3 separate regions of the Zea mays genome follow, and all the other regions are linked to region 3. Evidence: chromatin contacts called from public Hi-C data. All regions are on one chromosome and are shown on one strand. The core of a region is the stretch at or near the end of the contact, and the rest is flanking DNA. Distances in the headings are between cores, read along the strand shown. Region 1 holds the start of LOC103636431 (RNA-binding protein 24-B). Region 2 holds the start of LOC100193959 (Adenine nucleotide alpha hydrolase-like superfamily protein). Region 3 holds the start of pco060792.

What was found. Hi-C and Micro-C count contacts between places; a contact is called where the count stands out from the background.
Region 1: a Hi-C map of tassel shows a contact between it and region 3, with 2.6 times the contacts expected there. The contact joins the promoter of LOC103636431 here to the promoter of pco060792 in region 3. A contact is called at or near these places in 8 of 25 Hi-C or Micro-C datasets (bundle sheath, ear, endosperm and 4 more).
Region 2: a contact with region 3 is called in a Hi-C map of ear, with 2.0 times the contacts expected there. The contact joins the promoter of LOC100193959 here to the promoter of pco060792 in region 3. A contact is called at or near these places in 3 of 25 Hi-C or Micro-C datasets (bundle sheath, ear and tassel).

Annotation. Positions count from the first base shown.
Region 1 is chr8:172,024,556-172,028,442 of Zm-B73-REFERENCE-NAM-5.0, reverse strand. It overlaps LOC103636431 (RNA-binding protein 24-B), which reads left to right and starts at 2,128. Exons shown (of 6, transcript XM_008658782.3): 1 at 2,128-2,609; 2 at 2,772-2,904; 3 at 3,748-3,886. The coding sequence starts at 2,427.
Region 2 is chr8:172,199,377-172,203,318 of Zm-B73-REFERENCE-NAM-5.0, reverse strand. LOC100193959 (Adenine nucleotide alpha hydrolase-like superfamily protein) reads left to right here and starts at 2,137. Exons shown (of 3, transcript NM_001139028.1): 1 at 2,137-2,793; 2 at 3,814-3,942. The coding sequence starts at 2,356.
Region 3 is chr8:171,747,656-171,751,223 of Zm-B73-REFERENCE-NAM-5.0, reverse strand. It overlaps pco060792, which reads right to left and starts at 2,188. Exons shown (of 3, transcript NM_001153652.2): 1 at 1,632-2,188. The coding sequence starts at 2,135. It overlaps LOC100277098, which reads left to right and starts at 3,494. Exons shown (of 4, transcript XM_020542790.3): 1 at 3,494-3,568.

The sequences.
Region 1 (3,887 bases), core at 879-3,378, 280 kb before region 3:
TGGTTCATAAGTATTTTGATACATAGAAAGCAATGGCTCAGATTTCTAAGGATCAACACTGATGTCTAAAATGAACAGACAAGAAGAGCGGGTGTGCTTGCCCTACATGTCTAGATAACTACAACAGTACGTAGAGCACATTAATTTAGGCATAATAGGGACCATGGAGTAAGAGGCTGCCCCCTTACATTCAAAATTGCTTTGCTACCCTTGTTCCAAGGCCAGTCAAACAGGCAACGGACACAAATTGGGGAAACAAAATCCAGGATACTGATACGTACGTCAGACGATATTGGACCAGGCTTGATTCCTCCCTTGTGAAATACGTACTTCAACAGAATGTAATAAAAGACTTACCTTCGCGATGAAGTAGGTGGCCAAATGATTAGAGCAAGAACGGAAGAAGAATTGCCGGGAGAGAGGAACAGCTGACGAAAGAAAACAGTATTCAGAATATTATTCTTCATGCCAAATGCTAGACTTTGTACTATATTAACACCGACCACTACAGTTCAATCGTTCCAGCTTCCAGGGAGGATAACTTCAGTACTGCAATCACCACCAACTATATAAAAAAAATGAACGGGACCACATTTCTGGAGAAACATCACATGACATTGTTCGTTTCACCAAGCATTAATTCTTCACGGGGATTCTGGACAAATTCAGGGCACACACAGCAAAACAGTGCGCCTTGTCCAAAATGGAAGCTAATCGACCTAAACCGCATTCACACCTCAGTCTGCTAAATTAGCAGGCAATAGCCGCCCCACACAGCGATACTATCCTCTGAGAACTTTCAACAGATTAGACTGGGACATTCCATCCTTCTTGATTTACGACTTTCTCTAATCACACAACAAAACTATAAAAAATTGTAACTTAACTTATTTGTCCCCAATACAATCCGTTGGAGCCCACTCACCCATCGCAGATTGGCTATATTATATATTAATAACAAAAAATACGGCAAATGATTTTATGCATAATCACCCATAGGTATGCACTTCCACTGTTAGTAATATAAATATAATAAAGCTTTCGTGCCATATACCTTAGCATAATGTTCTTTTTGTATATTCTCCTATATTCGCCAGGTAAGAAAGGGACGCCTATTATTAGTCAGCAGCAAGACATTGCATGGATAGGTACGTATACTACGTACACGTGGCCACACCGTCAAAAAGGTTATATCGTTGCTGTTTTTGAGGGATGATCGAGCTATGGAGGATGTTATTATCAGAGATGGCTTATAATATAAACAACGAGAGGTCTAGAGTTAGGAGCTAGGAGGCAAAAGCTATGGGGCTGAGTCCTTATCAAGCGATTGAGCAGATCCCAACCACACCAAATGGGCAAGCGTCTCCAGCCGTCCATCTCCAGATCAGACCTGATGACACATCACGCATCTCCCTTCTGTTTACCAGTGCTAGGCAACCCATATCAAATATCTTCACTTCTAAAGAATGCCTTTGTGCATTATTGATGATGTACTATGCAAAAGTCTCCGGCCTCCACCACAGCATGTCGCACTCACTCAAGTGGACTAGGATCACAAATGCTCACAATAACATCAGATCATTGATCTAGCCTCTAGCGTTTTTATTCGCTGTAATAAATGGCTTCAAAACATTCAAATTTCACAGATGGGCCATGGTATTTTCTAGGCTATAAGAAACAAGGGTATAAAGGTCAAATTTAATCAGCTAATCATCAAACTTTTTTGCACAGCAAATACAGGTGGTCTCTTAACCACCTAGAGATATGGTTTACTAACAGTATATAGTGCCTTAAAAATACCGTGCTATCACCAACTATGCCCCGCTACAACAGCAATAGAAATAAGAACCGTGTTAATAAGTAAAAATTCATTAAATATTTTTCCTCACGTTATAAAGCCGTGGAACTGAACAATTAGCAAAGCTCAAATGACAATCAAAATCCAAATGCAAAAAGAACAACACATGTTAAGATCCAGATAAGTTCGGAAAGAATCCTCCTAAGCTCCATAATCCCGTTGGACTAATCCCCAGTCCCCGCCATCCGTTGTGTTTCTACCACTCTACAGACAAGGACAGCCCAACACCACCCTGTAACTACTGTTCACTCTGATAGGGGCAGCACGGCCATTTTTACCTACTATTGGCGGGGGTGGGTGTCTCCCGGTGCATGGTATTTTAATATGAGCGTGCTTTGGACCAAAAGGACCTCGCTGGTGCATTATAGCAAACACTAGTATATATTGATGTTTCTGTACCTCGCCCTCTCTCTCCTCTACCCCTTTTCCTCTAACCTTTAGCTTTCCTCCCTCCCTCCTCTCTTTCTCTCCTCTAACAAGAACTTAGTCCCGGCAGTTCAGATCCTAAGTTGCTGACCTTGCTGCTGATTGTTGGAGATAGATTTGCTGCTTCTAAGTTGGAAATACCATGAGTCCACCGAGTGTGATGGGGCAGTTTGGGGACACGACCTACACCAAGGTTTTTGTTGGGGGACTCGCGTGGGAAACCCAGAAGGAGACTATGAGGAAGTATTTCGAGCAGTTTGGAGAGATCCTGGAGGCTGTTGTCATCACTGACAAGAACACTGGCAGATCCAAGGGCTACGGATTTGTATGATTCTACACAATTCATCTCCTTTATATGCATTTAATTTCAGTAGACTTTATAAACATTTCTCTCCCCTGTTGATGTGTCACTTTTCTTTCTTTTCTGATGCAACATATAGTGTTTGTTTAATTTCAGTTAACCATGCACCGTGAATTCACATTGTAGGTTACCTTCCGGGACTCGGATGCGGCAATGAGAGCTTGCGTTGATCCTGCACCGGTGATTGATGGGAGGAGGGCTAACTGTAATCTTGCTTCCCTTGGGGTTCAAAGATCTAGGCCTCCTACTCCCCAGCATGGTTAGATATTTATCATCTTTCAGAAATCAGAACTGTACAAGGCAGCACAGAAGAAATAATTAGCTTGCTTGCTTAAGTGTTTTATGAGAAGTTCTAGTGAGTTGAGTAGAGCAATATATAACCTATAAGATTTTGAAAAAGAACAATCATAATTGTCATTATACCTCTTAGATATTGACGTATTGCTAGAAATTTTATATGTACTTCCACGCATGACCACAAACGAACTACCATGATTTTATGCACTAAAGGTTCCTTCATAGCATTAAAATCAGCAAAGAGCTTAAAGAGATGGCAACAAATTGCCTAATTTTTATAGATGGCCAGCCTCAAGTGCTCAATGAGGCTATTGTGTAGGCATCCAGTAAAGAATAAAATGCTTAAATGTGTAGCTTTAACACGGTGCTACTTAAGTGTCCTAAAAACAATGGTTTCCATTAAAACAGTTCATGTTAATTGGAATTGCCTTCAGTTAAAACAATAAATATATAGACTTGGAAGAATATACTGTTGGCATTGCTTGTTGGAAAAGGTAGAGCTGAAGGAACATCAATAGTACATAGATGTTAGTTATCCTCGAGCTAAGTACCTTGTTTCAGATAATGTGGTATACTATTCCTAGGAGTGGATTATAAAACATTCCAATGAAAAAATAATCATATATTAATAAGGTGTAGCAACCAGGACCTTTTACTGCTATTATGCTGTCTTGCTTGCAACTGATAGACTGAAGACAGAAAGATGCACATGCCTGTTTTTTTAATAAGTGCCTTCTCCTGATAATATTAGCAAGCAATGTGGGTAAAATTGCTCTCTCTTTTTTTGCTGATGATGTTGCTACAGGAGGGGCTAGGAACTTTAAAGTGATGAAATCTTTCAGCCAGCAGGCAGGAATCCAAGGTGGACTGGGCGCAGCTTTTCCTTCTCATGCCACCTTCCCTCATTATGCCATCCCACAAGGCCTCCCCTACCATATCTATGGG
Region 2 (3,942 bases), core at 888-3,387, 450 kb before region 3:
TGAATTTTAAATAGTTTGACCAGCTTATTTCTCGTAACGACAGGAACATAGGAAGTACTACTGTACAGTAGTAAAAAGGCACTTGAAACGCATAGTACAGTAGAGGTGTACATTCGGGCCGCCTGGCCCAAGCCCGAAAAGGCCCGGCACGTTTAATTTCGGGCCGGCCCGGCCCAATAATAAATTCGGGGCGTGCCGTGCCGGCTCACGGGCCGACCCCTCGGCCCACGGCCCGGCCCGTATATAGCTAAACTTGCTGGGCTTTAAACGGGCGGCCCGAAAATAGTAAAGGCCCGAATTACAAATTTGGCCCGAAATACACATTTGGTAGACCAACAGGCAACAGCTGGGTCGCAGTCGCAGGACGCAGGCCGCGCAGCCGCGCAGGGCGCGTCGCGCACTCTCGCCGTCTCGCGCTGGAGCTCGTAAGAGCAGGCCGGCAGGGCGCAGGCGCGCCGCCGAGCAGGGGCGGCTCTGTCGAGCAGGGGCGACTCCGCCGAGCAGGGGCGCAGAGGCGGCTCTGGTGACCGTCGCGCTCGCGCAAGGACGCAGGGCGCAGCCGTCAGGGGCTACTTCGGTCGCGCCGTCGCGGTCGCGCTGGAGCTGGGGGCCTCCTGGCCGCCTGGGAGGCTGAGACGGCGGCTGGACGGGGACGGGACACGGCCACACGGGACGGGAGCAAGAGGACTCGGCATTTTAGGGTTTCTGGGAAATGGGCCGCGCCTTAGGCCCATCCGCCGTGGACAAGTGCGCCGTCGGCCTGCCGCTGCCGAGGCCGTGGAGGCAGCCATTTCGGGCCTTTTCGTGCCTGTTAACGGGCCATTTCGGGTCTGCTTAAACGGGTCGGGCTCGTGCCCGCCCGTGGGCCTCGACATCGGCCCAAGCACGGCCCGATACATCGGGCCGGGGCGGCCCGGCCCGGCCCGAAATGATTTCGTGCCGTGCCGTGCTTGGGCCGTGCTTTTTTTCGTGCTTCGTGTCAGTCCATTAAGCCCGGCCCAAATGTACACATGACACCTCCGGAGATACGGCCAAGAAACCCGCACATTGCGAGCGATTGATGCCGTATTGACCAATCCATCACGGCTTTGGAGCTAACGATACCAATCGAATTCCCTCGCCGCCGGGCACCCATCCAGAACATCCGTACGCATGTGAAATTTGGTAATGCCAAAGACGAATCTACCCTCAGACACACGAATCACATATATATTCTACTCTACCGCAGCGACACGGGAATCTCATCCCTGTCTCGTTCGAGTAAAATTTTACACCGTCAGCTGCAGTAAAATAATAGATTGAATCAAGCCAGCGTTGAGAAATCAGCTGATGGATCAACTGCAAATCAATATAATATATACATCGCAGGTGCGGCAGAGTGCTGTTCACTCCTTTTCTGTTTAATTTACCCGTATGCATGCTCTGCTGATAGTACTAGCATCCTCAGCTTTCAGCTACTTTATCTTTTTTTTTTGAAAATCTAACTAAATTCTATATAAAAAAGTGCTAAGATTTACCGTATCAAAAGGTTTTTAAATACATTACAGCTAATATTTAGTAGCATATTAACTAGCTAACAAATAGACATATAAATAATAACTAATTTACTAAAAGTAGTTAATATTGAACTATTAGATAGGCTGTTAAGATGTTTTTGACTAATGCTAGTAGCTAACTATTAGCTATAGTGCATTCAAACAAGGTCTAAACAACATTCACCTCTTTATTTTTAAATTATAATTAATATAAAAATAATATACATAGAAAAAACTAAATAAAATTATTGTATTATTCTCCCTGTCTAAAGAATGTAATTCTATAATTAAAAATATCAATCTATTTGATTTAATTCATATAAGATAATATCCACATTTAGAACTCTGTCGGAATGAATAGTTTTATACATAAACTTAGAATTAGTTGACTTAGAGCTATGTTATGTTTATATGGTTGATAGATTCTTGCGCTTCACTGTCTGACAAAAATACATGCACTAAGCTGCAGGTTACTTTCTTTCGCAGCTAGGAGTAGTAGTACCATTTAATAAAGGTGACGATAGCGCTGCTATTCCAATAAGATCGTGACCATCTCAGCTTTTATGCGGCCTTGTCCTTTGCTCCGCCTCGCCGTCCATCCGCTCCGCTCTCCCCCTCTGGCCTCTGCACGTAGCCATAAGCCCATACGCCCATACCACACCGCACGGTGCACACGGTTGAGTCGACGGTACTCGTCGTCCTCGTCCGTGCAGAGCTTGCACCAACACGCCACCTTAAGCTTCGCTTTGCCCGCACTCGCACACAGTTGCGACCGCATTGCATCGTGCGCGGCTGCAGCACGAAGACGAAGCTCTGGTACATGGCGAGCAGCGCGGAGGAGCGCTTCCTGAGGCAGCTGAGCGCGAGCAACGGCGGCGACGAAGGGGTCTGCGGCGGCCAGCAGCTGGGCCACAAGGAGTACTGCGCGGAGAGGAGGGGCTCCCGGCGGTGGTCCAGGAAGCGGGCCGCCGCCGCGAGGGGCTACTGCGGCGGGTACGACGACTACGACGTGAAGCAGCAGGCGGAGGCCGCCTCTGCCGCCGCGAGGAAGCGGGTGATAGTGGTGGTGGACGACACCTCGGGCTCCAAGCACGCCATGATGTGGGCGCTCACCCACGTCGCCAGCAAGGGGGACTTCCTGACGCTGCTCCACGTCCTGCTGCCGCACTCCGCCTCCGGCGGCGGCTGTAGCAGGGGCGAGGAGGCCTCCTCCCTCGCCAACTCGCTCGGCACGCTCTGCAAGGCGTCCAGGCCAGAGGTGCGCATCTGCAGACACACATGCACTTGCGTTTGCTGACTAGTGAGTGGAAGCTTGGTTATAATTAGCTGCTCGTTACTAGTACTAGTGCACATTCGCACCAACTTTGGCTACAGCTAACCTTCTTTTGGTACCATATGCTTGGATCCATGCACAGGAGAATAACACTCCCTTTGTACCAAGATATAACTCCCTTTGTACCAAAATAAAATTCGTTTTGGCTTTTGAGTAGATTTATACAATAATTAGTGTATGTTATATATATATATATATATATATATATATATATATATATATATATATATATATATATATATATATATATATATAAGCATCTATTTGAATATAGACATAAAAATTAAGAACTAAAATAAATACTATTCTGGAACTGAGGCAGTAGTACACTACTGAAAACGATAGATTACACCAACAAGAGAATAAGTACGAGTTAGTTAAAATTAAACAATGACACCAGCAAAATGCTCAATATATCTACTGCACTGCATGGTATAAAGGGGGGGGGGGGGATTCTGGTTGTTAGGTGATCTGGAGAAGGCACTCATCACCTGATGCCTCAAGACTGTCATTTTTTTTACACTTGTAGCCAGTTTGAGAGATCACAGATGAGATCAGGATCCACTTTCGTGTATGCATGGATCAGGATCTAGATCCGAGACAGACCAAAACACAAAAGAAGAAGTGAGCGGTAAGCCACAGAGTGTGGGGCTCTGCATGTCCTTCATGGACATGGTCCCCTAAAATCTGAAACCATAAACCCCATCATTATGAAACGCAATCTCTTTCGCTCTGCTGTCCTGTTTTTGTTTGCTTCGATCAAAAGCCATGCATAGTTATTTTCTTGTCTGTGCACCTGCCTGCCTGCTTAAGTGTGACAAACAGCAGAGGTGCATGCATCAACTGTTCCTCTGTCTCTTGTTCTGGCCTGTAAATGCATGAAGGTTGAAGGTCATGATGGCTCACGAAGAGAGATTTTTTATTTGGGTGTGTGAATGATGGTAGGTGGAGGTTGAAGCCCTGGTGATCCAAGGCCCCAAGCTGGGCACCGTGCTCAGCCAGGTGAAGAAGCTGGAGGCCTCCGTGCTGGTGCTCGGCCAGGGCAGGCCGTCTCCCTGCTACCGCTGGCTAAGC
Region 3 (3,568 bases), core at 939-3,438:
AGCATAAATAAAAAGAATAGCGGGTTCATTCTGAAAGTTTCAGATATGTGATGTGACAGCAAATCACGCTAATCAGCATTAGTGCTGCAGAAATTAGAACTGACCCAGGAGATTTGCAATGACATGTGACATTATTCCAAACATAGAATTATTCCAAGCACAGAATTAAAGCCTATGTTTAATACTTATAAATTGATATTCAAACATTTGACCTGACACAAACCAAACACCCTCTTATATTAGCTGCTACGGTGCTACCTGCTTACTGAGCCCACGTTTTCTGGAAGCGTAGACTACCAACCAATAGCAAAAACCTAAAGACAAGTTGGCGCATGTCTCTAGCTAATAAGTGGAATGGAAACTTGGAGGCCAAACAAGGACCTAAGAATCATGATAAAAAAAAGATTTTGACTAAACTAAGATAAGCTTTCACAATATAAAACACCAAACTACAAATTTCAACTGACATCAGACCGAACAAATCTGGGGACCTAGAGGGCACCTAGACTCTTAATCCTTATGCATGTATGAGATAGTTCAAGTCTCAACCATTATACATTACATAGTATTAGGCAATTCAGATGCTAAAGTATAGTAGTAACAGTACCTAAACTGTGAATACTAGTAAAACAATTGCTTGTGAGATAATACAGTAGGCATACATCACAGGAAAAAAAACGCCACTTTTTTTTTACTTTGACCGAGATCATCATAAAATAGAAATACAGAATCCCGGCCGATTGTTATATAAATACACTAGAGCTAATGGTTAGATATTAAAATTAGCTAGAGATATTCTAACATAATAGTTCAGAGATTAGCTGCTTTTGATTGGAGACATCTAAACACCTCTAACTAGTAGTCTAGCTAACTATTAGCTGCACCCTTAACTACCCATTAGTTAATTAGCTCGTTCAACTAAGCTAAAATCAACTAATTTTACTTAAATTTTTGCCAACTAGCTATTAGATCTGGCACATTAAAACACGTCAGTCAGTTCGGTAAATGCTAGTGGCAGGCGCACCTTACCTACTTCTATGTGAGCGAGCCATCAAGCGTCACTGTGGCTGCTGACAAGCGAGTCTATCAGGAGAAGGGACACCGGGGTTGGTGGCGTTCAGGTCAGCTAGATGTCTACATCTGCAAGAGGCTGGCTACTTTCCCCCAATGAATGGCCTATGGATCTATGATACTGCATTTTTCACATCTAAATTCCATGTTGAGTTAACCAGAACATCGGTCACTGGCACCAGTGATCTCATGATTCGAGACAAGAACCCCCATTTCTGGACCTGCATAGATCATGATCTGCTGGGGGGTAACTCAAAAGCACTGCGTGGGCCATCTTGTCTACCCGAGAAGGATTTCAACAACGAACGACTGTAACGATCAACTGCATCGGCCATCACATGTTCTATAAGAATGGGAGAATTTCCGATTTTTGACCTTTTCCCTTGCGCAGAGGAAGACAAGAACTCTATCCAAATGGCTCGCAAAGTTGCCTATGCGGGCCCCTAGTTTGACGCGCTGGATCATCTAAATCGGTGAGGCTTCACAACGGATTCTTCGCGCGCGCGAGAGAGAGAGAGAGAGAGAGAGAGAGCATGGTGGTTGGTAGGCATCGAGCGGACCTTGTACATGGGCTTGGGAAAGCCATAGAAGTCGTAAATGGTGTCGTTGCTGCCGCGGATGACGTTGACCTCCGGCGTGGCCGTGTCCCAGTGTCCCGACACGACGAGGATGGCGCGCGGGGGCTGGTCGCCCGCGACCTTCGCCGGCACCCACGACTTGAAGAAGTGCCGCGCCGGGATGTTGTCGTCGATGGAGAGCGTGGGCGAGCCGTGCGACAGGAAGAAAGTGTCCATGGTAGCAGGGACTCTAGGCGGCGCTCGCCTCTGCCCCTCCTCCGCCGCTGCGTCTCGCTCTGTCCTCGCGGTGTCGCCGCGCCCGCGCTGCCGCTGCTCCTCGCCCTCACGCGTCGCGTGCCGCGTCTCTGGCTTGCCTCCGCCCTGGCTCCGCCGGATGATTTTGCGCGCGTGCGTCGCGTCTGGTTTGTGGTGGTGCCCCGTGGTCCGTGGGGAGCAGAGCAGCGAGAGAGAATGGATGGGATGCTTGGACGGGCGCCTCAAAAACATTGGGTTTGGTTGGTCGCACCGCAAAGTTTTAATAACGCGCAGCAATACGAATCATCCGGACTCCGCCGGAATCGGTTCGGCTTGCCGGCCCGCGTCGAAGTCGCGTAGTCAGCGTCGTGTAAGCAATGACGCATGACGGCGTATTTCCTTGGACACGCCAACAAGGAAAGAAAACGGACTTCCGGGATGGGCCTCTTAGTCTTGGATCGGGCCGGTCTTAAATTATGGGCTTACTAGGCCATATACACAGACAGACGAAAATTGCTGTTGGTCTCGAGAAAATCCACAGCTTGGATCTAGATCTCTAGGACAAAGAACGCCTTGTCATATACGTCACGGCAGTCCCGTGGTAACCGCACCAGTGCATGTGGTGCAAAAACGATCTTACAATCTAAGATTAGCACATCTAAGATTGACACATAATATTACAATCTAAGATTAGAAAAAAAAACTGATTAAATTAGTGTTGATCATATTATTCGATTGATAGACTATCAAACATCTTTCACAAAGACAACGTCGATGAGAGGCACGTCAAGGTTGTACTAGGACAGGCACCTAAAACACTGTCAACTCTCATCAAAAGACATAACGAGCAACAAAGCAGATCGTGCATATCGCCGATCGCCACACAAAACACTGTTTTGCACAGTAAACTATACTATTTATGTAGTAGTATTTAAAAATATGAGGTGAGATAGAGAGTTTGGTGGAGATAGTCGTAGGGCATATTTAGCACAGCTTTGGCTTCTTTGAAAATAACTCCGGCTCTTGTTTCTCTTCAAGAGCAGTTTCTCTATAGGAGCTAGTATTTTTTTAACAAATTGTTTAGCAGCATGACTTCTCTTAACGTAAGAGAAGGGCAAGATGGAGAGTGGAAGGAGGAGACGTTAGGAGCTTTTTTTTTTTTTTGGCTCCGGCTTCTCTTTCTAGAAATGGCTATGGCTCCTAAGTGTTTTTTGTTAGGAACTCTTTTTGAAGACTGTTTATGAGGGCTTCTGGCTTCTCTAGGAGCCGAAACCAGAGCCGGTTTAAGAGCCCTCCCAACCTTAGTCATTTGTCCTGGTTACACTAAACTTGTCTATGTTTTTTTGCTTTTATTTCTATTCCTGAATGTAAGAATTGAGTCGCATGGATCCTCCGACTTGTTTGCATTCTCAGTTGTGTACCATTATCAGATGATACAAACTGAGATTTTGTTATGTTATCTAAAATTAATCCCAACGCCCCACAGAACACGGTGAATCTTCCTCTGATCTTTTAGTATAATAAAGTTAAATAAAAAATAATCAGTTTTTCTTATAGAACCAAACATTATACATAGTTTCATTATTGATGATTATTTGGTGCTACAGTCGCTCAAATCAGTTGTCAATTATAATGTACTAAGGTGTTTGACTCGGGTAGACGGGTAGCAAGATTATTATTTTTAT